Linked DNA regions of Mus musculus: regions 2, 3, 4, 5, 6 and 7 are each linked to region 1. Evidence: chromatin contacts called from public Hi-C, HiChIP or PLAC-seq and promoter capture Hi-C data. All regions are on one chromosome and are shown on one strand. Each heading gives the region's core, a stretch centred on a gene start, on an enhancer-like site or on the middle of the called end of the contact. The rest is flanking DNA. Distances are from core to core; before and after follow the strand shown. Region 1 holds the start of Gtdc1 (glycosyltransferase-like domain containing 1). Region 2 has its middle 240 kb from the start of Gm13470. Region 3 has its middle 23 kb from the start of Gm13470. Region 4 has its middle 72 kb from the start of Gm13470. Region 5 overlaps Gm30374 (a long non-coding RNA gene). Region 6 has its middle 200 kb from the start of Gm13470. Region 7 has its middle 240 kb from the start of Gm13470.

Region 1 (3,051 bases), core at 254-2,753:
ATTTTACTTTCTCAGTGGGCTGGGGAGTTGGTCAAATCAGGATCAAGTTTGGTACAAGAGTGTCTATCAGAAGGGTCCATCTAGTAAATCCTTAATAAAGGCAAGTAGTTCTGTTAGTTCCTTCTAAATCTCTGGAAAATGTAAAATAGTGAAGCTGAATAACACTGCTGAGGTCCCTCACCAACAGAGAGTCCTATTAGTCTAGGATTTATAAGGTAAAACTGTCAGCATGATTTCAGAACAGAAGTAAAGACACTGTGTTGCTATAAAGTGTATTCGTAGGTATGGTTTAAGTTTGTCGGAGTATCCTGATTCAAAATGTGTTTCCCCAATCCTCAATATTAAACTGTTTCATTAAATACAGAACAAGACCCTAAGGACAACAGTGTATAATTCTTCTCAGTTGAAGCTGAGAATCTATTTCACATCAAAACCTGGAATGTACTAATGAAAATTCAGTATCTCACTGGGTATGTGGGTTCCAACATGAAACTCTTGTCACTGATAAAGCTTAAGGTAAACGGGTTAATAAGACACAATAAAATGGCTCTGTTGAGTTATACTGCCTTTTCCCCCACAGCAGTTCCTTTACCTAACCACTACAGTAAGCTTTAAAGTCAACTTCAGGGGTGCTAAGTCACGCAAGCTGGGCACAGAGGGGACGATGATCCTCAGCGTGGAGAACGATCGCCTTCAATTCACGTTTTCCATTTCCTTAACTGTGATACAGATGGGAGGGAAAATGTAAGCCCTTTCCTTTGAACTTCCCAGGGCCTCAAGGCACTAACTTTAAGAATTATTTCAAAGCTTATCCAATGAGGGGTAGTTCTACGACTGTAAAAGTTGCACGAGCCCCGCGAAGTGGGAATTGGGGTGCAGACGCTGCCTATCGCGAGATCGAGGGTTAAACTGATTTATTAATGCAACTTTGCTGTCGTTCGGTTAGTTGTAAAGACTTATTAACTCCAAGAGCCCTTCCTCGCTTTAGAAAGCCCCGTCAGGCGGGATCCTGCGGAAACATCAGGCCTATGCCGAATCCTCTAATGAGGGGCCGCGAGGTGTTGGGTCTCGCCGCCTGAGGTGGATCCCGAGTAGGAAAGCGCAGGCCAGGCCTTGCTGCGCGGGAGCCATGGCACGATGTCCCAGTGTCCGCCTGGACTCTGCCCTTCCCAAGCTCCGCGCTAGGGAAAAGCATCGCCCGGGGCCACAGCGCGGCCGGGCAGAGCAGGAGGCCGCGCGTGCGCCCGGGAAGCGCGGCCCCGGCTCCGCCCTCCTCCCCCTCCGCTCCTCGCGGCCGCCGCCCCACTGGGAACTCCGCGCGGCGCGGCCCCGCGAGGCGGGCGCCGGGAGGGAGGGGCCGCGCTCCCCGCCTCCCGCGGCCAGCGCAGCTCCCAGCCAAGGCGACTCACCTCCTCCTCCTCCTCCTCCTCTCCTCCTCCTCCTCCACGGCTCCCTCCAGGCCACCGACAGCCCAGCTGGCGACGCGCTGACGCCGAGCCCCTCCCCCGCGGCCGCCACCGAGGCCGCAGCCCCTCCCCGCTGCGGCTGCCGCGGCCTTGGGGCGCGTCAGGCGCCGGCCCCGCCCTCGCCCCGCCCCTCCCCGCCCACAAGCCTGAGGCTCCGCCCCCGGACGGCGGCCTCCACGCCTAGTCGGTGACTCAGAGGACGCGCGGTGCTGGGCGAACTCTCCACGGTGGCGCGGCTCCTCACACCTGCTCTCCGCCCACGGGCCCCGCGTACGCTTTCCAGTCAGGCCAGCGCCCCCGCCGCCCCTTCGGCTTTTCCGTACTCTCTCTCACTCCTCTGGTCGCTGCCTCCGCTCGCTCGCGCTGCGGCCTTCTCTTCCCCTGAGAGGTCTGGGGGCTGACTCACCGGCTCGCACGTTCTCAGGCAGGTGGCTAGCCGGCACCTGTAGTCCCCTTCCCTGTCCTTCCGGGCGCGCCTAAGCCTCGGGGACCCCGCAAGGCGAGTGCACACCCTCCTGCAGGTATTGGTCAGCACGCCCCGCTTTCCCCCCCCCCCCCCTCGGAATTCTTGCGGGACCTCTCCTAGCCGATGCTGGCGTTTCCTGTACTTAACTTATATGCAGCCTTTTGGCTGTCGAGACTATACGTATTACAGATGCATCTTAGAGTATTAATAATAACATATCTGCGGTCCCCACAAGAGCAGCTACAGAGCAATTAAAAGTCAGAAAGAATCCAAGAAAGTCTAAATGGTTTCTATTAAAAATAGGAATTTATCTCCCTTACATTTCTGTGAGTCTGAATTAGTGATTTCGTATTTGGGATCACGTTGTGGATTAAATGATTCATGCAAAGACAGAACATGCAACGGTAGGTCTATGCTTTTATCTGGTAACTTCATTTTTAAAGCTACAACTTGGAACAGACTGTAGTGCAGAAATGCATTAAGCATACCAAAATAACAGAGCCTGATTAGGCCTTTGGAGTTACAACCACAAGTTGCTTAAAGTTATGTGAGAAAACATTGTTATCCTTAAATTGAACAGTGAAAACGATCTTCTGTTCTAAACAAAGCCCACACTCTATGTGGACCTCCAAAGCTTAAAACCTCTGTTGACTTGAACAACAGTATCCCGAGCATTTAAAAAGCCTAATAAACCATCTGTCCATCTACTTTTACACAAATTGGGAAACACAAAAAAAGTGAATGCAGAAAGCTGAAAATGAGAATTCCAAATGGCAAATGGATCTAGTAAATCCTTTTTCACAGAATAAAATATTGGGGAAAAGCCCAAAGCCTACTATTATTCATCAATCTGGAAAAAGCCATAATTTTATACATGAATTGTATACTTAAGATCACCGGGAGTCTTTATTATTATTTTGCTGATTAAGATCTGAAGTCCAGAGAAAATGAGTTGCCTAGCCAATATGCCCAGATTTCCCAAGACCTGTCTCACATACTTGTCAGCATAGGATTTAGAGCTACAAGCATAAAGTCACTTAAGGTCCAAATTCGTTGACATTGAGGCTCTGTCTCAGTATCCGTGGTCTGTGAGTGTGAGCTTAGGTAATGCTGTCAGAA
Region 2 (3,057 bases), core at 296-2,795, 1.3 Mb after region 1:
GTTGATATCAATCATGAAAAAATAATAAAGTAACTGTACACAAGGAATAACAAGAACAAGGACTTCAGCTGTAATGTGGCTGTGTGTTTTCTAGAATTAGAACAGAGTTGGGGAGAGAGACGGCCCAGCAACAAAGATTAAAAAGAGGCAATGGGAATCAAATCCTTCCTATATGTTAAGCCATTAGAAGAAACTTGGCTTTCATATTTAGTGAAGTTAGCTCATTTTTAATGGAGAGGTAAAATCATCTGACTTTGTTTTAAATGATCTATATTTCTTTTTTGCTTAGGATAGACTTAAAATATAGAAGGGCGGGAGTGAGCAAATCTGTTTGGAGGCTAGTATGGTCATTTAGAAGGTGGGATTTTGATCAAAGCTGCACAACTGGAAAAGAGGCATCTGATTCCCTATGTATTATGATGGGAGAAGCCAGAATATTGTGATTGAATGAAGATGTCAGGTTTGATTCCAATGGTAAGATGGAGGTCGAGCAATTCAGTGGTTTGAAACCATTTCCAGAAATTGGGTGGGTTTCAGAAAGAATGAGCTTAGGGCTGGGAGAAGATTGTAAGAGCAGTTTTTTGAGGTCACTCTTAGGTGTCTTTGATAGAGAAGCTGAAGATATAAGCTTGGATTTCAAGGGAAGACTCCTAGATGAAGTGATGTAGTGTAGGCATTGGTAGTGTTCTGGGTTTACAAAAGTGCAAGAAGTGTGACTACAAAACGCCTAGGATAAGAGTTGGAAAGAAAAAAAGTTTAAAAATTTTAAAAAGAGTGAAAAACATGTTGTGGTGAGTAATTTTAATAAAACAAAGATAATCCTTTTACTAATATAAGAAAACCAAATGTGAGAAATAATTTGCTTAAAAATCAGTTCTTCAATTAGCTATTAAATAGTCTCTTGATATATAGTATATAGTAAAATAGGAGATGATTACCTTACCTAGTATATTAATGGTCAGCAATTGTATTTTCATCTTTAGAGAGTTTGGAATCTTGAAGAATGTGGGTAGATCACTCTACTAATTTGGCCTATTTGGAAGATATAACATTATTTTCTCAATCTATCTAAAAGAAACACACATACACTAATGTCCTTCTTTACTCTCATAAAATTATGTACAAAAATGTATACATCAAAGACTCTCCATTACATACAAATATAGAACTACATGGATCTTACCATAATGTATTCAAAATAGATGATGCCTTGGTAATGTCAAATTTTCTGATGTTAATAATTAGAATGTCCATTTTGGATAGAAAAAACTAAACACTCTCCATGATTCCTTGGTGATGTGGGTGTCATTGTCTTACAGAATTCATGCTTCTGAATTTTTGCTTTCATCTACTTCAGGTTGTCTCTCCTCCCTGGAGACTGATGGTAGGTGCAACAATTATGAGGGCAATACTGAGAATAATTCATCACAGATGGTAAATTACAGGTTAAGTGAGGAAAACCTTTCTTTCTTCCGGCCACCCACTCTTCATTTTCTTGAAATAGGAACATGGAGCTCTGTGCCCTTTGCTGTAGGTATGCCAAATCTCCAGCCTGCTATTCATCTGGTTTAAATGACTTCCATTTGCTGTTTTAAGGGATGACAGAATGTTATGCAGAGTGCTTTGCAGGTACCAAAAAATGCAGTAATTCAGTCTTGAAGTTTAACTGGCAAAAGGAAGCCCCCTGGGTCTGGCACAGACATAAGGACTTCTCTCTCATAATAAATAACATTTGCTATTGCTAATACAACAATGGAATGGTCTGATAACGGATTTGTTTCAGAATAATGTTAAAAAACTGGAAGTATATTTATTTAATTATTGTGAATAGACAGTGGGAATATTTGGTTCTGTATCTCTCTATCTAAACTTCCATGAAAATACAGTAAAAATAAAAATAGAGTCTTGTTATTTTAGCCCTTCGATCACCTATATGTTCTCAGAGGTAGGAAATACAGAAATTCCACATGAAATTTTTTTCTCTTGATTATTTAGAATAATGAAATCATCTCTTCTTGGTCATTCAGATTGGACCAGTGGGCTGTAGTAGAACATTCCTTCAGCTCTGCGTTTATTTTTCTAAGCAAGTTCACTGAAGTGTTCTGAAAGGACATGGGAAAGGATTTGGGGCAATGGCCGGGGGAAGCAAAGGAAACTTGGATTGCCAAGTAAACAGAGAAGATTAGACAGACTAGAAAATAAAGTTGGAGATTTAAGTTTTAGCTTCACCCAATAACTGACATGCTATGAGCTAAGAAAATTTGAGCTGAATTCTAGCTGAACTTCTATGGATAAACTATGGGTGATTACTTGAACTCTTCTTATACAAATGCCTGGAGGTCTTGGTAAGTGTGTATCCAGAAATTATAATTAAAGGTTCTCTACATTTCTTATGTGATCAGAATTGATGACACACACTTTTTAATCGATTTACAATCCCTGTAAATTCCCTGTTTGATCCCTGTTGGATCTATATAGAAATATTATAAATTGTAAATTTCTTTCCTCTATTTGAAAAACATAATTAAATATGACATATATCCAAATAACCCATATATATATGTGTGTGTGTACTTATCATATATGTGATATATTATATCTATGAATATATGGGTCCCTAGACAATATCTCACATTGTAATATGGAGGAAGTACCTTCAAATATCTAATTTAAATCATTACCACTGCAATTTAATATTAGTAACCTTGAGCTAACAAGTATCTTAATCAATCCTATTTTGTCATTCTTGCTATATTTTAATGGCTTCATGTAGCCATTAAAATTTTCTCTTTTTATAATTTGAATGAGTCTAGCTATAAAGGTTTCCATAAAACAGGCTAAAGAGGAAAAGCAAGAAGAAGAACTAGAAGATGTAATCCATGAGCTCCATAAGGGTTTGCTTCTCTAAGACACAGTGTGAATAACATAGGATTTATTATCCCCAAAGCAATGGCATTTCAAGATTGGTCAATACTCATGTGCAATGTTAAATAATGAGCAAGGAGTAGAGCTGTTGAGCTGAGGTCACCAAGCAGCTGTGATATTGAAAAATGGTAA
Region 3 (3,335 bases), core at 122-2,621, 1.5 Mb after region 1:
AGACTTATACATATAAGGTATACATATAAGACTTATACATATAAGGTATACATATAAGACTTATACATATAAGGTATACATATAAGACTTATACATATAAGGTATAGATATAAGACTTATACATATAAGGTATACATATAAGACTTATTTACCAAAAGATTTTTACTTGTAAACACTAGGTTGAGATAACCTAAATTTTATGATTTACATATTTTATCATATTAAAAATTTGAGACATGCTTTAGATCTCTTGTCATCAAGTTGTAAGCTTATATCACCTAGGGGCTCATAGAGTTCAAACCACCTAGTCATTATTGATTCTTTGTACAATGAAAATCTGTTTCATAGATATCCACATAGAAATGAGAAGTACATATTTATGACAGTTAATATAGTAGATTTATCTCTGAAAATGATATAGATAAATTTCCCTTTATATATTCCAGTAATACTATTTATTCAAGAGGCCATATTAATAATTTAAAGGGCAGTTTTCTATACATTTGGATCTTTACAGATTGCATATAAGACACAGCTGACAACACAGTAGTTCTTGATTTAATTTATACCTCATGGGTCATGGTGAAGGAGAAATACAGTTTGTGTGAATTCTGCTCTCTGTTTACATAGTGGAAATGCTCCTAGTTAGATGAACTGATCCATAGCTTCCATAGCAGAGAGCTCTGTAAACCATGCCTATGGGGTTGTATGTAATCATTCATATATAAAACCATTTATTTACATCATTGCCATAGGAGGGGCATATCCTCTCCCACACAGATAGCTTGTTTGATGTATATCACTTCCTAATTGCTTCAGGTAACACATCTAAGTCTGCACTCCCTTACTGTTCTTTCTAGACAAAAATAAAGTGATAGACTCCATTTATTGCAAAGCAGGCAGTGAGATGGTATGCATGTTGGCTCACCTACTCCTAACCCTCTTCACATGAAGTGCCCTTCAGGTAAAGCACACTCACCACCCTTCTCCTTGCCTTAAATAAATACCTCCCTTATTCTCAATGCTCAGGATTTATGTGTTTCTTATAAAAGATAATTAAACGAGCCACCATTCAAGTTGAAGGGTAAGAAGCTCTCATCAGCAGATTTTAAATATACCATTTACTCTCACTTCTCCTGAATTACCAGACCTTAGTTCATTCCTTTCCTCCTTAAGTACTTTGGTAGTTCAGTTTTCCTTTCCTAATTTTGTTTCTAATACTTCCCTACTTCTTAGAGTGTCTTCTATGCCTTCTTTCCTAAGCACAACTAATCAATCGCCCATCCTCTTCTCAACTTCCCAGAAGACACAAGTCCTCAGAGCATAGCAGCTTTCCCAGTGCTACTCTCAGCCCATGACCCATGCTGGCAAAACGTCTGCTCCCATGTGGCCGCATGTTTCATAAGGAGAGCTACTAAAATGCAGGCAAGCACATCGTCTTAATTGCTTGCTAGTGGGCACTCAGCCAACATGCTGTTAGCAGAATGAAACCCAATCTTAGAGAAAAAGTGCTGAAGCCCTGCTCTGGACCCAAGCCCCATATGGATTGCATGTGTTTTAGGGATATTTGAACAAGATGAACTCTTTCCACTCCTCTGGGTGGGAATATCATCAGTCCATGGGTTTTTAGAACACTTTCATTTTGGTGTAATAATCTCCACTGCAAGACAGTTTTAAGAGCAAGCTCTTTACCTCCTTTCTGACTTCTGACATAAACAGATAAGAATATATCCTCATTTTTTCATGTCTGAAAACAGTATTTTCAATTCTATTTTAAACTGATTATTGCTTCTAAATACTCCAACAAAGCATTTTGAGAGTTTTAAGGATTGGTACTGTTATTAGGTAAATATTTGGTCTTTGCTGTTTCAATAGTGTAAACTTCAGCTGACTTTTCTTTATACAGGGTTATTGTGGTGCCTCCTTGAGTGGCTGTGAAAAAAATCAAAAGGATCAAAGCTCTTGTAATTGTGCAGTCTACAAAGAAAAGGTCCAGTCAATTTTGGATTATAATGTTACTGCTAAAAATTACAATCTAATAATATTGCCACTGGGAAAGCATCTGAGTATATATTACAATGTATATATTCTGTATTCTTTTTGATGTATTGTTCTTTGGATTACGTTCTATGTCATCTTTTCTAAAGAGCCGAAGAATGTCTTTAAATTTATAGGTAGTAAAACAAGGAAAGGAGTAAGACAGAGAAAAATACTTTCTTACATTTCTTTATATTATCTTATTACAACAATGAGCCCAAAATTTAAGTCCTGGATCTTCTTTTCAATACTAAATCACTGTCATCTGATAATAGGAGGGTTGTAGATAACCTTTGTTTTGTCCTGTAGTAGAACTTCAGAACGCTGAATGAAGAGAAAAATAACTTAAGTATCAGAATAATTTTGCATTCCGTTTTAAATTACATTCATTCTGGAAGGTTTTGATAACTTCTTGTACCCATCTCTTGAAAACTGTTCTTCCAACAAACAGGGTTGGAATCCAGGAAGGAAAATATAAAACTCATTTCTCTTCTCACTCTAGAATCTTTAGGAGGCCTCCAGACATCGAGCAGCTTGCCTTAAAATCCAGGAATTTCCTAAAGGACATGGAGATAGTACCCTTTGGGGGATGTGTTTTCATTTGGTATAATAAAGAATTAAAACACTCACACAGAATAATGCTAGTACTTTCTGTCATCAGTTTTTATGCTGTTAATCTATTGTTTGGTGTAGCAGCTTTTAGCTCAAAGAGAATTCACCACAGACTTCTAATTAATATTACAGAGGCAAGCACAGAAGTCCTCCATCCAGCATTAACAATTACCTTTGTCATTTTCTTGGTAAACAATAAGGTCTAGATTTGATGAAAAAGACATCATCCATATGGTAATTTGATATCTTTAAAAATCACGTGAGGCCATTTAAATTGCTAAGTTCAATAAAATGTCATTAAAGATATCTTATTCCCTTCTTCCCCAACCAATTCTGAACTCCAGGAAAGGGTTACCATGAAAATCTGTTTAACTTTGAATCAGATATGACTCCCTCTATTTCTTCAAAAAGTGGTAAGAATTAATTAATATTAATCTATAATCACATTGATGGAAAAATTAATGGAATTTTTAATAAAAATATAACCTTAACAGGATTTGAAATTGTCCTTTGGAATATAAAGCTAACACTTTGTCCTACTAAGAACTAGCTATCAATTGATTAAATTATAAACCCTAATGCTACATGAACCATTTCTTTGTTTTCTATGTATGGGTATACGTGTCAGCTACAAAAAAAAAATAATTAAAGTTAAAGTAAGTTTACAAATTGATTAAACCTGTGTA
Region 4 (3,488 bases), core at 902-3,401, 1.4 Mb after region 1:
GATGTGATGATGTTGGCATAATGACATCATCTCTCTCTTGAGAACAATCTTTGGTGTGCAGGTGGCAGAGCTAGACTGATCTCATTGGAAAACATCAAGAGCATGCAACTACCCATCTCTGAGTCTATAGCTACATTTGTTGCCCATCCGGAATATGGTAGTAAGGATCCAGGCAGATACGCGATTATTCTCCACCTACATCTTTTATGTGATGAAGAAATCATCTATTCTAAGACAAGTTAAGGTTATAAATAGCTGCACAAGAAATGGAGGAAAAGTCTATATGTTCAAAAATAATATTTTTCCGACATAACTTTATCATTCCTGTGAGCTACACAGTATCATAATTTAATTAGTATTACATGTAGTCTATATTTGTAATATCAGTAGTTAGGAAGCTAAGGTACAAGGATTATGAGTTTAAGGGCAGTTGGGACTACAGTAATTCTCTCAAGAACAGCTTAGATGACATAGTAAGACATCTTCTCCATGAAGGCAAACTAACAACACTGATAAACTGGTAAGATAAAGATACAGTGGGACCTGTCCCTGAATCTGTTGCCTCCCTTTGTATTCAGTTCTACCTTGTCTGGCTTCAGTGGGAAAGGATGTGTCTACTCCTGCATTGTTTTCATGTGCAAGGAGAGTGGGGATACAGGGGCTCCCATTTCTCAGAGGAGAAAGAGAGGAAAAATGGGGGTTAGGATATTTGAGGGGGTAATAGGAGAAAGGGGTTGCTAATATTGGGATGTAAAAAAGAAATAATTCTTTAAATTACAAGTTTCTGTATGTGTGTCTTCATTCAATATGATAACAATAATTATGGTATTAAAATATATAATTTAATTTTCTTAAAGATAATAATAATAATAATAATAATAAAAGTATAATATAACATTTTACAAGTATGTCCCAAAACAAAAATAAAATTCAAATGAAAGTTTTCTAAAGAGGAAAATCAGGTAGTGTGTATCTAAAATATCTACACATGGGAGACAGAGGTAGTCAAGATATTTATGAATTCCAGGCCATCTACATGGTGAGTTCCAGACCACTAAGAGACTCATAATGAGACCACACTTCCTCAGAAAATGTAAGGGAACCTACTGCAGCAATCAATTGATACATATCCATTGTTCAAGCTACTCAGGACTTTGAAGCAGGGTAATCACTGAGCTCAGTAGTTTTAGTCTGGTAACAATGAGATTATATTTTTAAAGAAGTATATTATTCTAACCTGAACTGTTGTCAGAGATCAGAGCTGTATGTATTGTATTATATTTAATATATATGATTTAATAGTGATTAAAGACTTAAATATAATTTGAACCTGATCCAAGCCCTGCCCAACCTATAGTGTTTTAACACATCTAAGTAGCTGAATCCTTGATAACTGTATTTGCACATTTTAAATGTCAATGGATGGTTGCAACAAGAAGACAATCTTAAATCTGAAAGGTGGAATAAGTTACAAATAGGTTTAATATTCATTATTGAGTATTTATTAATTCTTCAATTTTCAATACGGTGCTAATATTCACATTCAGTGAAAACAGATGGCTAGTTCTCAGCTGTGGTATCTGTGCTCAGATGGACTCTCTCCATAGATGTAAACATTTTAAGGAAATAGTAACTATATGCTTCCTAAAAGAGAGAAAATGCTCCTTGGGAAATTAGTTCTGGGTTGGTAAGCTATCTGCAACAATGGAACATAGACTATTAGTAACCATCATTTGAAACTCATGATTCTCCCCTAACAGCCACACATTTAAAAAATTAGTACCCACCACAGAAGGTTCCGCAAGTCACAGTCCTTCTGTGTGGATGGCCAGTAGAGAGCCTTGTAATGACAGATGGTTTAGTTAATTGCAGAATTAAACTTGATGTTATTGAGACATGATTCCAGTGAATAGTATTTTCCAGACAGTGTTTAATAAGAAGCATGCGGTTGTGTAGTTCTTGCTCAAAAAAGGGAACCTGGTTGCAATGACTACCTTCTATAATCAGAGTAGGAGGGCAGAGGATGTTAACTTGATCACCCCCATGCACCCAGTTCCAGTAAGCTTATCAGGGTCTAACAGTGACTCCACCCTAAGCATTGTGAAAGAAGAGGCTGTTGAAACAGCACCTGGCATTTCACACTGAACTCCGGTAACACTCGCTGAGTCAGTGACCACATGAAGGGAAAGTACAAGGGATGTTGTGCAGGCCTCCCTGGGTTAAGCCCTGGTGCTAAGAATGGACTCATCAGAGAAATCACGGGGTTCATATGCAGCGAGAGTGAGGCAAGCTTTAAAACACTGGGTTTTAACACTACACATGTAAACATTTATAGAAGGATCAGGATTTGGTAGTAATAGGTACTTTTAGTGTTAGGATTTATATATTTCTTCCTGGGGGGAAAAGAAACTGAGAGAGCATCTGATATGAGTAGCAATCAGACTTAGAGTAAGCATATTTCCACTTGATATTTGCAATACTATGTTTTACTGCATTCAACAACCTTGAATGTGTTTAAGCGAAGAAAGAACATTTATTTACCTGTGAATATTACAATTTTTTTTTGTTTATAGCTGAATAGAGTTCTGTGTACCTGCAACCATTTCATTATCCACTGATCAGTTGAAGGAAATTTAAGTTGTTTTCATTTCCAAACTGTCTGCGTTACTCTCTGCTGCACTAAACTCTGATTTCTCTTTTCACTCCCAGTCTTCTGCAGTACTCACTCTCTTCACACCTAAACATGAGTACTGAACATGGCTGAACAAATATATGTGGACAGGATGTCTACTCCTTTGGATATATGCCAAGAAGCAGTATAATTGTGTCATATGGTAAATCTATTTTTAGACTTTTGAGAAAAGTTCTACACACTGATTTCCAGAGTGGCTTCACAAGTTTAAAATTCTACCAAGAGTGAATGAGGCTTCCTCTTTTCCTTGTTTGCATTTGTTATCTTGATGTCATTTTCATCTTAGCCCTTCTGACCGAGCAGAGATGAAATATCAAGTCATTTTAATTTGCAATTCCCTAATTGATAAAGGTGTTAAATACTTTCTAAGATATTGGTTGCCTGTTTTTGTATCTTCCTCTAAGAAGAATCTGTTCAGAACCATATCTGTTTTTCAAAATGGACCAATTGTTTTGATACTTTCTTGTTTTAATCCTTGATACATTCTAAATATTACTCTTATGTCAATTGTAAAGCTGGAAGATATTCTTTCCTACTCTGTAGGCTTCCTTTATACTCTGATGAGGTAGAAACTCTAATAGTCAAGTAGTTAACCCAGATCCACAAACATGAATACTACATGTTCTCTCTTATTTTTGTTTCTTAGCTCTACATCTATAGATATGCATATACAACCTAGAGTAACCAAAGAATAAATGAAATTAGGAAGGTAGATGAAAGTAGACAAGTGCTGTAGATAGGCAAATGTACAAATGTAAGTACTGTGAAATAATAAATAAAAAAAAGTGGGGGAGAG
Region 5 (3,191 bases), core at 226-2,725, 1.2 Mb before region 1:
GTAAAATCACTCAAACTGTGTTATTAATCAAAAGTTTCCAAACAAACTATGAACCCCAGCACAATTCTATTTGTTCACATAGCAACTCCTCTCCGCAGGACCTGGGTCACCTCATTGAAACATCGGTTCCTTCCGCAGCTTGGAGTGCAGGTGACCCTGGCTCTGTTATTGCTGTTCGGTTTCCATTTTGCTTTCTGTGACACAGTTCAAGATCTCCAATACTTCACCAAACCTACCCTGGGGGAAAAAATATCTCTCTTGAAGGGAACACACCCCTGGCAGCGTGCCTGCTCTGGATGGCCCCGTGGCTAGATGGATGGAGGGGTGATTTAAATGAAATCTCAAGCAGACACACGGATTCTTGGGGAGTAAATGTCCAAATATCCAGTTCTTGAAAGTGCCCACAGAGGCAAAAAGCCACAAAGGCCATGTCCCAAACAAACCACTGTTATGTTTTGTTTTTTTGTTTTTGTTTTTGTTTTGTTTTGTGTTTTTTATCAAGTCCCATCTATTAAGTCGCAATCCTCTCCCAATAGCCCATAAGATTAGGGTTGGTGACTTAACCCTCTTGCTCCCAATCCTTCCGCACAACCACATCCCTGAACGTCACAGCACTAAGGAGCAAGTATTGACCATAACTGGGGACAACTTCAAAGCCATTGAGAGATGGCACTGATCTTACACAAGAGTTAATGGAATTACACACGGAAACATTGGCAGACAAACAACACACATGTCCATCCATGGTCACTAATTCGTCTTAAAGCTTGAAAGCTAGTAATAGTAGTAGTAGTAGTAGTAGCAGTAGTAGTAGTAATTTATCCTGGTAACATTTGCTTAACCTGTGATCACTCAACTTAAACTCCCCTTAATTTCGGGACAGTATGATGCAAGAAGAGTGACTTCAAAAGATCATGGTCTTGTGTGTGTCCCGTCCATGAGTCTGGAGAATGGTCAGCTGCTGGTACTACCTGCTCACCTACACTGTTGATTAGGCTTAGCTGCTGCGTAAGGGCAATATCTACCTGTGCTTTTCCCAGGCAAACATCACCATATTTGGCCAATCTAGCCGAGCTAGGATAGCCAATAATCTACGGGGCCACATGACTGAGGCTTTTGAGAACTGCTGCCTCAACGTAGGACATTCTAGTTAGTTAAAACCCCAGAGAGGTCCCATCATTAGTATTTACGCTGATTCTTGTAATGGCCACAAGGTGGCGCCAAATCACAAAGAAAACTGACTGGAGCATGGCTGTTCTGGTGGATTTGCATATTTCGCTGCTGGGACATTTCTTTAGTCTCCCGATAGGCATCATTCCTCGATTTCCCAGATGCATTAACGTTTGCATCCGATCTTTCTTATCTTTGAAGGATTTTGTTCTAGAAATCAAGAAATCAATGAAACAGAGGGAGGGTTCGGAGACTGCAGATAATCTATAAAGCCATACAGTTAAGTCTAAGAGATGAGAGCAGACAGAGCTTGGAGTTAGGGGGACAGAAGGCCTGCACTGTGGCGGCACCTCCCTGCAGCTCCCTGTTCTGAAGAACTCTGGTATGACTTCACGTGTTCGTCTTTCTCACCACTGGATATCAGCTCTGTAGTCTCAAGTGTAACTCTGGGGCTACGTCCCTGAAGTATTAGGTGGCACCGTGAAGGTACCTGCAACTTATGCACTAGAAGGGCTTGTCAACATAGATTGGCACACACTACTGTTAACAATGAAGATCTAGTGACTGGAACAGCCTTGAGCCACACCCCCTTCCAATGAAGCACTTGGCTTCACTTCCACAAGCTGTGTGTGTGTGACTTCGTGCACACATATCGATACACCTACATGTCTATATGAATAGATTTGCATACACTAGACAAGCAGAGTTAGGTTCTCATTAATTATGCACGTTTTGGTTGCCTGTGGTTGACAATAGATTTTTTTTGTAATATTTGTGGATTTTCTGATCTGTAGCATAAAACAATTACATTATTTAAGAGGAATGTAAGCTCATTAATGCATCAGGAAGGTTAAATCTTACCTAATCTTTTATTCTGGGCACTCCCAGACAATGACCTCATCATTATCCCATCTTCTTATATAACAAGATCTGTGTTTTCTTTTGAGCTTTTCGATGGGCCCATCTAGAAGTGTCACATGTTAGGGCTCCAAAGACAAAAGCAAAATTGTCACTGTGGGACATTTGAAAAAGTTTTTTGGCTTATGTGCCTGGTATTTGGTGAGGGGCTCATACATGAAAGCAGGAAGCATGGCAACCATTTTGAGACCACGAGGGACAAGATGACAGGTTCCTAGCTAACTAAATCTTTGCAATTCTGAGTCCCAAAGTTCACTCTGTCAATGTTTGCCATAGCCCAAGTTTATATTTCTCTTTACACACACACACACACACACACACACACACACACACACACACACACAACCTTGCACATATGTCAAATCCCCTGGTACTTTGGATTTTCTTTTGTACAAGACATAGAATCCTACCTTCATTAGATAATAGCTGGAGCAGCCTCGCATGCTTTCCTTGAACTTGTCTACAAGTCTGTCTACACTTGGCACCCACTAAATATCACTGAAGCAATCTGGGCTGCTATTCTTCAATGTTCTCTGTTCTTTTAAAATTGAGCTTTAAATCATTATTTCGTTTGGACAACTCAAAACCGGAACTGAGCTATATACTTCACATGGGCTCAAAGGGGCTGCGGACACACTGTAACAGCAGACTGAAAAGGTGAAATAAAGAGAGAGAAAAATGAATGAAGTGATATAGACCATGGAAAGAAGAGGTAAAGAAGATGAGGAAGTAGAAGAGGAAGAGGAGGAGGAGAAGAAAGAAGAGAAGGAGGAGGAAGAGGAAGAGAAAAAGAAAAAAGAGGAGAAAGAGGAGGAGGAGGGAAAAGAGGAAGAGGAGGAGAAGGGAGAGGAGGAGGAGAAGGAAAAGGAGGAGTATAAGGGAGAGGAGGAGAAGGAGAAGGGAGAAGAGGAGGAAGAAGAAGAGGAGGAGGAGGAGGAGGAGGAGGAGGAGGAGGAGGAGGAGACAGCCTGAGATTCACACAGTGAATAAGGGGGTGAATGGGGAGAGTCATTATCAGTGCAGGCTCTGGACACTGGACAGGAGAAATGCAGAGTACAGAGGTATGGAGCAGCTGAGGGAACCCCTGTGTGTGTGCCGGCCTC
Region 6 (3,420 bases), core at 513-3,012, 1.3 Mb after region 1:
TCCTCTCTGAGATGAAAACTCTATTATCGTATCCCATGAATTGGGGTAGAAGAGTTGTCCATAGGATGTCCTGACCATTTAGGGTATGCAGATATTCTGCAACATCTGATCTCTTTCTCTATTTATATATTAACACAGGCAAAGCCTTTCTACCTAGTAACTGAAATAAATATCTGAACTGGGCTTGCACAACATACTGCTGACTTATCTGCCCAATCTAAGGAGTTAAGTAGTGAGTATAGTAACCAAAATGACACTAAGTGACACTTCTAAGAGTCAAATATTTTATGGAAAAAAGTCAGTAGTTTTAAACTTTCTTGTTTATTTTATTGCTTATGTATCACAGAAAAAACCAACCAAACAAACAAACAAAACAAAACAAAATCCAAAAATCAAAAAACAAAACAAAACAACAATCAAAAACAAAAACAAAAAATCCTTAAACCAAAGAAGACTGGGGTAGAAAGATGCACTCTGTGTTTTAGAAGAAAGACTTTATTTTCAGGTTCTGGTTGGACTCAACAATGAAATTGCCTGCAGGACCACCCAGTTAGTAGAGATAACTTATTTCTTAAAAAGAAAAAAAAATTAAGAAGAGCAGGCAGCTTTAATTATACTTATAATGGAAACAACAGGAAATTCTCTGAACAACACTATGATCCTCAAGTGTTTCAATTTTTTTTAAAGGATTTAGTCACTCTGCTCCTGAGTGTTTTCTCTGCACAAACAATGTCTTTCTCTGAAATGATTGCACAATTCTAAGTAAGTCACCACACCCTTCTGGTCTCCATATATTCTATATATGAAAGGGATGTGTCCGTGCCTTTTGCTCTTTGCTGATGCCTCCATCTGCACAGAGCTCGGGATAAAGTGCAACTTCCTAGTAATTCATGGCATCTGCTCACCCCAGCCCTGACAAGCTTGCATTTTCTTTTTCTTTTTTTAAAAATAATATAGCGCTCACTTTAAGCAAGCCTAAAACGCTACCTTATAACAGCAATAATTACTATGAATAGGGAGCAAAAATATGTTTGTGGACTCATTAGCATCAGGCAAGAATCATTTCTCCTTCTATCACATGGGTCCTGAGACGTCAAGTGTCAAGCCAGGCAGCAAGCACCTCAACTGTTCAGCTGCCTCCAGGCTTGCAAGTATTTCTTAAATCACAAGCATTTCAACTTTGTCCATATAGGTAATGGTACCTTAAGTCCGTTAGAATAGTTTGCTTTTTTTGGCATCATTAACAGTTTACAAAAATAAATGAAGGTTTCTCTAGTAGATGATTTTTATAAAAGGAACAAGCAAACTAAAAGATTTTCAATTACTTGTTCTGAATCAAACAGCTACTGCCTGGAGGGTTTAAACTTGAATCAGAAAGAGTATAGAGGGCACCTGGTGCAGTAAGTATACATGATTATAGTCAATGGAGTAATAGAGTGGCCACTGCAATCAGAAGGACTTCATAGACCATCAGAAACCTTGGTTCATGTTTATGGTCAGATATTGGTGGAAGAAAAGGCTGAGGGAACTTCAGGAGATATCCACTCAAGAAGAATCATGATAAAAAGTTTATGTAAACATTCACACATAATTTCAATGATTCCAATAGTTGTTTCTAGTGTAGATCTTATTTTCTTGTGCAGTTTGTCTATGTATTTTTCTTGATCAGTTTGCATTCTGGCTTCCTTTCAATATTCTCCCTTCAGCAGGCAGAAGAGGGAGGACCTCCCACTTCTCTGGTTGACAGACCTTTAGCTCGTCTGTTAGAACAGTCTGTTTGTTCCCCAAATGTCTAGTCACCCAAGAAAAATGCCCTTCTGCTACTTCCTTTTTTACTTGCGAAATTAGGAAGATAGCTTTAAAACATGTATTTTATTTTTTCTCAAACAAATTTATGACTAACAAGGCAAATGTTCAAAGGTACGGAGAGAAAATACCCAATGTTGTAACTCAAGTACATTTGAGGAGGACACAGAGATTTTAGAGGTTTCTAAAATCTGGAAAAAAAATGCCTGCCCTCTGTGTCCTTTCTCTCATATCATGTACTTTTTAAAAATTGGCTTTATATTTCATTTCTTTGTTTGTTTCAACTTAAACACATGTAGTCAGAAAGGTTGAAGATAAACGAGACTGTTACTCATTTCAGAATTCAATCACCAAACTTGCATGATTGTAAAACTGATTATAAAAAAATTATAAAGCAGATCCTGTTTTATTGCAAGGATGTCAATTGTGTTGCCCAATCTTAACACTCATCAAACACAATTTATATAACTAAATGTTTAAAATGAGAATTATTTGCTCTGTTTTAGAAAATCTACTACCACACATTCATCTATCTTAGTGATCTAGTAATTCATTCCCACAGGTATTACTAGAGCTGAAAAATATGGTAAATATTTTGTAGTTTCGATATAACTTAGTGGCCAAACAACAACAAGCTAAGGACTATATATCACTAAAAGAAATCATATTGTACTTTGAAAATGTATTTTGAAACTTTACAGTAAAAAACAATGTCCTTAATTGCCATTATGTCATTTTCTTTCTACTGTTCACACTCTGTCTTCTCTATGCCCAAATCTAGTTCCCATTTTCCAAATTATGTTTCTTTGAAAATAGTGGCTATCTTTGCTTTAGCTCTATCATGGAAACTAGGAAGAGGTATTGAGAAAACCTGGTGAGATAGAGCCAAATGAGCTTTCTTAAGTCATTTACAGTCCTGAGAATTAATTGGAGTTTAAATGGTTAGTGGAGCACAATACTTTTCCTTATTTTGATACATCCTATTCAATCTGGTAGGACTACAAAGATAAGCCACAGTGAGAGTTGAAGGCATCCTGGATATTTCCAAATGAAAATCATAAAGAATGCATGTCATACCAATTTGTGGATCCATGCCTATGATTCCTCATCCAATCATTAAAATATTTTAATATAACATGAAAACAGTTTTGCACTGAACACTTTTAGGTCAATAGCCTTTTTCCAGTTGGTTTCCATAACTGAATTTAAACTTGAGAAAGTTGTCAAAGAGGTCTTTGCTTAAAGAAGTATTTGGGAATATGAACAATATTTCTGATTCCCTGATCACCACATAAATTCCGTGGGAAATCCGGAAATTTAAATTCAAAATAATACTGCCATTTATCAATTCTAGCCTTTCCTAGCTCTTCAGGGCTAATACAACTGGAGAAAACAATTACTATTCTCCTACTTAACCTGCTATCTATTTGTGCCAATTTGTCCTACTACCTACCTTTGTCAAATTCTATTGTTTGCAGTTATTTGAGAATTTCCTATGTTTTGATTATATTCAACTCTCAGTAATTTCCAGTTGTACCCTCATTTCACTATCTTCCCCAACTTCTTTTTTTGTTTTTGTTTTCACATTGATCTTTCAAGATGAAAATGTGCTGC
Region 7 (3,312 bases), core at 578-3,077, 1.8 Mb after region 1:
GATTTTTAGGTAGAGATACAGATAGAGAAAATAGTGATGGAGATAGAGATACACACACACACACACACACACACACACACACACACACACAAACACACACACACGCGTGTGTGTGTGTTTTGCAGAAAGTATTTAAAGACCAGAAGGCTTCCTGCACTACCAGTGCGCCACATGTCTCCAGCCAGGTGGTCTCTCTGGGCGGGGCCAGAGCTCCAGAGTTCCTTTCACAGCCACAGCAGCCCCATGCAACATCCACCCCACAGCCAGCTGCCATAGTTTTCAACAACCCAGTAGAAACAAAAATCTAGAAGCTGATAATTATAAAGTCTGATTTATACATCAATAAATTCTCAGTTCACAAGATGCCAATACAATAATTTCAGAACCAGTTGATAATGATAAAAGCTACCCACCTAGATTAGAAAAATTATCACAATTATTCTATCCTTTATGATATCATCTGTGGCTATTAAAACCAGGCTGGATCTGGCTCTTTTTCCTGTCCATCCATTTCCATCTTTGCTCTTCTCCTTTCTTCTCTGATGCGCTCTCTCTCTCTCTCTCTCTCTCTCTCTCTCTCTCTCTCTCTCTGCAACCCTCCCCTTCCCTTTTCCATGTCGAATCACAGGCATACATATATGGAGAGAGAGAGAGAGAGAGAGAGAGAGAGAGAGAGAGAGAGAGAGAGAGGTGTGTGTGTGTGTGTGTGTGTGTGTGTGTGTGTGTGTGTTTCTGTGTATGTGTCTGTGTGTTTATGATAGCATTATTTATGTGGACAACCAGGTTTTCAGACATCATCTATCAAGGAAGTTAACATGTCTCCAGCATATATTTTTCGTATCTTCATCAAACATTATGTAGCTGTAGTTATATTCATTCATGTATAGGTCTTGTTTTTTGTTCCACTAATCTGCAAGTCTTTTTGTTGCTGATTCCATGGTGTCTTTATTACTATAGTTTTATAATGTATCTTGAAAACTGCAATTTCTCATCTTTTTTTTTTCTGCTCTGGATTTCTTTGGCTAGCTGGATGCCTCTGTGGTTCCATGCAAATTTTAGAATAACACTTGCTTTGTACACAGAGCTATGGAGTACGCCTTTCATTATTCTCTTGGAATCATTTGATAAGTATTGGTTGTAGATCTTCATTGATAGCCTGGTAGAAGTCTGTTGTAAATTCATCTGAAACTGGTATTTTTTACTTGGAAAGCCTTTATTGGTTTTTCAGTCTTATTATTACTTAAACTTTGATGGTTTAGATGAATTTGAAAACTTTTATTTTTTTTTTTAGAATTTCTAATTTTTAAGTATTCTCTTATTTCATTCTAAATGTCTTATGTATATTGTTTACATGGTTCTTTTTAATTTAGGTTATCTCTTTGGTTAAGTGAGGCAGGAGTGGTTTTTTCTTTTGTAGGCAAATAGAGGCATGAGTTTTATGCTTAAATCTTTTAATATGTGCCCAATGTTTCTTTTGTTCTGATTTCATTTATATCTAGGTACTTTGTTTTTTCTTTTCTTTCCTTTCCTTTCTTCTCCCCCTTCCTTCCTTTCTTACTTTCTTTAGTCTCCATCAATTAGTATATTATTATTTAACCTGCATGAGTTTCTGAGATGACTAGAGATTTCCTTGTAAAAGTAACTTTTATTAACCTGATGTGTTGCCATTTCCCACGTTTACTGCCTCTGTCTGCTAACCTAGGCCTAATCTTGGAAACCTCTGAACAACCTAATCTAGGACTCTAATGTTTTCAGCCTCTCAGATTTACTGATGAATAAGCTGAGCCTTTCTTGTTCTTTCTGATATTTGGCTGGCTGATTCAACTAAGCAGTTCTGGCTCAAACTCCTCTCCACTCTAATTGATTCAATCTGGCTTCTCTGTTTCTCCTGAATTGCTCTGCTTGGCCTCACATTAATTTTGGCAACCTTTTGTAATCTTCTTGTTCTTTCTCATTCTCTGGCTCGTTCTTTCTTCACCTATGACTAGCTTGTTCTCTCTTTTCAACCTTTCTCTGCACAACTGTACAGGTAAAACTGCCTCCTCTTTCTCCCCGTCCCCCTCTCTGTCTCTGTCTTTGTCTCTCTCTGTCTGTTTCTCTGCATTGCCCTTAAATACTTTCCCCTTCAGTTCCCTTTTAGGGTGTGTCTGTCAAATCATTTTCTAATTTATCACATTGTCTACCACTCTATTAAACATCACTTTCAAACATCAGTGCTTGCTCCCACAAATTAATCTCACCCTCATTATTTGGAATTAAAGGCATGTCTGTATGCCATTCAGTAGGATGATAGGTCTGTGTTAAGGGCTAAGCCACACCACAACTAGAGTTTTGTTTTGTGTTGTTTTGTTTTTCAGTAAATAATACAATTCAGTGTTCACAGTGTGATCAAATATCTCGATACACAGTTTGCTGTTAATTTTAACCTGTTTTTGTTTCTATCAGAAAAGATTCATGGATTTATTTAGTTTTTTTCTGTCCTTACTATGTTTTGTTTTGTGTCTCACTGTATTTCCTTTTTTAAAAAGTTTCTGTTTGGGTGGAATGGTTTGCAGATTGTTTTAGTTCTCTCTGACCTAATCCCATTCAGTTCTGGTGCTTCACTTGTTTAATTTTGTCCCAATATCCTATTATAAAAATATGGTATTAATATTATCTTCTATTGTTGGTTTATATTTAATCTGTGCCTTCAAATCTCCTGACTGTTGTGTGTAATTTTAAAATCAGCCCATGCTAAATCCAGCTATGCACTGTCAAGGACAGTCACTGTTTCTAGCCCATCGCAGAGCCTGAGACCTTGACCACATGTTTCTCCCAGCCAATGCTTCTCCCACAAACATGCACTTGTCTCTCCAGAGGCTCTCTTGTTAGCCCACCACCCCAAGGCCAGCTGCGGGAGCACTGTCTCCAGCCTGTGCTCTTCTATGGTTACTTACCTCTTCTCTGAAGCTTGGTCCTCTGCCCAGTCTTCCTGCTCCAAAGCCTGGATGAATTCCACCCCGGTTATGTTCTGCACCTGCCTACCTGAGTTGCCAAGAATGGAAAACACCAAACAATCTTAGTTTAAAATCAACAGATGATATAAAGCCTGGGCGTGGGCGCGGAATCTATTGTCTTAAACTACCAGGGTTCTAACAGCATCTTCACCCCACCCCATTCCCTCTCTCAGACCCAGAAAGCCTGCTTCCTCCTCTTCACTCAGCGATTGGCTTCTTGTCCTCTTTATTAGCTAATCAATTAATTAGGACAAATTCCCCTACAATTGGCAAGTTATTTTGCAAAAGTAGGTACAGAAATAGTTAGGATTGTATC

Evidence for each region. Promoter capture Hi-C pulls out the DNA fragments that hold promoters and counts their contacts. Hi-C and Micro-C count contacts between places; a contact is called where the count stands out from the background. HiChIP or PLAC-seq counts read pairs in DNA pulled down with a chosen protein or histone mark.
Region 2: a contact with region 1 is called in a promoter capture Hi-C map of second pharyngeal arch cranial neural crest, with 4 times the contacts expected there. The contact joins the enhancer-like site here to the promoter of Gtdc1 in region 1. A contact is called at or near these places in 8 of 39 promoter capture datasets (the 3T3-L1 cell line, the C10 cell line, the HPC-7 cell line and 5 more), 1 of 15 datasets of contacts at CTCF or cohesin (pro-B cells) and 1 of 115 datasets of contacts at active chromatin or transcription factors (pro-B cells).
Region 3: a contact with region 1 is called in a promoter capture Hi-C map of 3T3-L1-derived adipocytes, with 9 times the contacts expected there. The contact joins the enhancer-like site here to the promoter of Gtdc1 in region 1. A contact is called at or near these places in 10 of 39 promoter capture datasets (the 3T3-L1 cell line, 3T3-L1-derived adipocytes, the C10 cell line and 5 more) and 2 of 115 datasets of contacts at active chromatin or transcription factors (the NIH/3T3 cell line and large pre-B cells).
Region 4: a Hi-C map of the Ba/F3 cell line shows a contact between it and region 1, with 4 times the contacts expected there. The contact joins the enhancer-like site here to the promoter of Gtdc1 in region 1. A contact is called at or near these places in 7 of 39 promoter capture datasets (the 3T3-L1 cell line, 3T3-L1-derived adipocytes, the HPC-7 cell line and 3 more), 3 of 484 Hi-C or Micro-C datasets (the Ba/F3 cell line, Th1 cells and bone marrow-derived macrophages) and 1 of 115 datasets of contacts at active chromatin or transcription factors (acute myeloid leukemia).
Region 5: a contact with region 1 is called in a Hi-C map of the N1E-115 cell line, with 5 times the contacts expected there. The contact joins the enhancer-like site here to the promoter of Gtdc1 in region 1. A contact is called at or near these places in 11 of 39 promoter capture datasets (the 3T3-L1 cell line, 3T3-L1-derived adipocytes, the C10 cell line and 7 more), 1 of 15 datasets of contacts at CTCF or cohesin (the NIH/3T3 cell line), 5 of 484 Hi-C or Micro-C datasets (the HPC-7 cell line, the N1E-115 cell line, adipose-derived mesenchymal stem cells and 2 more) and 8 of 115 datasets of contacts at active chromatin or transcription factors (the 230-238 cell line, the NIH/3T3 cell line, astrocytes and 5 more).
Region 6: a contact with region 1 is called in an H3K27ac HiChIP or PLAC-seq map of acute myeloid leukemia, with 5 times the contacts expected there. The contact joins the enhancer-like site here to the promoter of Gtdc1 in region 1. A contact is called at or near these places in 2 of 39 promoter capture datasets (hippocampal neurons and pre-B cells), 1 of 484 Hi-C or Micro-C datasets (bone marrow-derived macrophages) and 3 of 115 datasets of contacts at active chromatin or transcription factors (acute myeloid leukemia, astrocytes and large pre-B cells).
Region 7: a contact with region 1 is called in a promoter capture Hi-C map of second pharyngeal arch cranial neural crest, with 4 times the contacts expected there. The contact joins the enhancer-like site here to the promoter of Gtdc1 in region 1. A contact is called at or near these places in 1 of 39 promoter capture datasets (second pharyngeal arch cranial neural crest), 1 of 115 datasets of contacts at active chromatin or transcription factors (astrocytes) and 1 of 9 other capture datasets (embryonic tail).

Annotation. Positions count from the first base shown.
Region 1 is chr2:44,925,733-44,928,783 of GRCm38.p6, forward strand. Gtdc1 (glycosyltransferase-like domain containing 1) reads right to left here and starts at 1,504. Exons shown (of 11, transcript NM_001362987.1): 1 at 1,410-1,504.
Region 2 is chr2:46,200,461-46,203,517 of GRCm38.p6, forward strand. No RefSeq gene overlaps it. Among named protein-coding and RNA genes, the nearest start is that of Gm13470, 240 kb to the right of the region's middle. Within about 2 kb of position 1,546, at least 2 of the 459 cell types and tissues checked have an H3K27ac peak or open chromatin away from gene starts, as enhancers often do. A contact at or near this core is called in second pharyngeal arch cranial neural crest, where this site is marked.
Region 3 is chr2:46,464,155-46,467,489 of GRCm38.p6, forward strand. No RefSeq gene overlaps it. Among named protein-coding and RNA genes, the nearest start is that of Gm13470, 23 kb to the left of the region's middle. Within about 2 kb of position 1,372, at least 10 of the 459 cell types and tissues checked have an H3K27ac peak or open chromatin away from gene starts, as enhancers often do. A contact at or near this core is called in 3T3-L1-derived adipocytes, where this site is marked.
Region 4 is chr2:46,369,065-46,372,552 of GRCm38.p6, forward strand. No RefSeq gene overlaps it. Among named protein-coding and RNA genes, the nearest start is that of Gm13470, 72 kb to the right of the region's middle. Within about 2 kb of position 2,152, at least 99 of the 459 cell types and tissues checked have an H3K27ac peak or open chromatin away from gene starts, as enhancers often do. A contact at or near this core is called in 3T3-L1-derived adipocytes, the Ba/F3 cell line, Th1 cells and 2 more, where this site is marked.
Region 5 is chr2:43,721,681-43,724,871 of GRCm38.p6, forward strand. The region is part of intron 4 of Gm30374 (a long non-coding RNA gene); the gene reads right to left. Among named protein-coding and RNA genes, the nearest start is that of Gm30374, 6.2 kb to the right of the region's middle. Within about 2 kb of position 1,476, at least 26 of the 459 cell types and tissues checked have an H3K27ac peak or open chromatin away from gene starts, as enhancers often do. A contact at or near this core is called in the N1E-115 cell line, neural tube and pro-B cells, where this site is marked.
Region 6 is chr2:46,244,124-46,247,543 of GRCm38.p6, forward strand. No RefSeq gene overlaps it. Among named protein-coding and RNA genes, the nearest start is that of Gm13470, 200 kb to the right of the region's middle. Within about 2 kb of position 1,763, at least 25 of the 459 cell types and tissues checked have an H3K27ac peak or open chromatin away from gene starts, as enhancers often do. A contact at or near this core is called in acute myeloid leukemia, bone marrow-derived macrophages and hippocampal neurons, where this site is marked.
Region 7 is chr2:46,676,719-46,680,030 of GRCm38.p6, forward strand. No RefSeq gene overlaps it. Among named protein-coding and RNA genes, the nearest start is that of Gm13470, 240 kb to the left of the region's middle. Within about 2 kb of position 1,828, at least 1 of the 459 cell types and tissues checked has an H3K27ac peak or open chromatin away from gene starts, as enhancers often do. A contact at or near this core is called in second pharyngeal arch cranial neural crest, where this site is marked.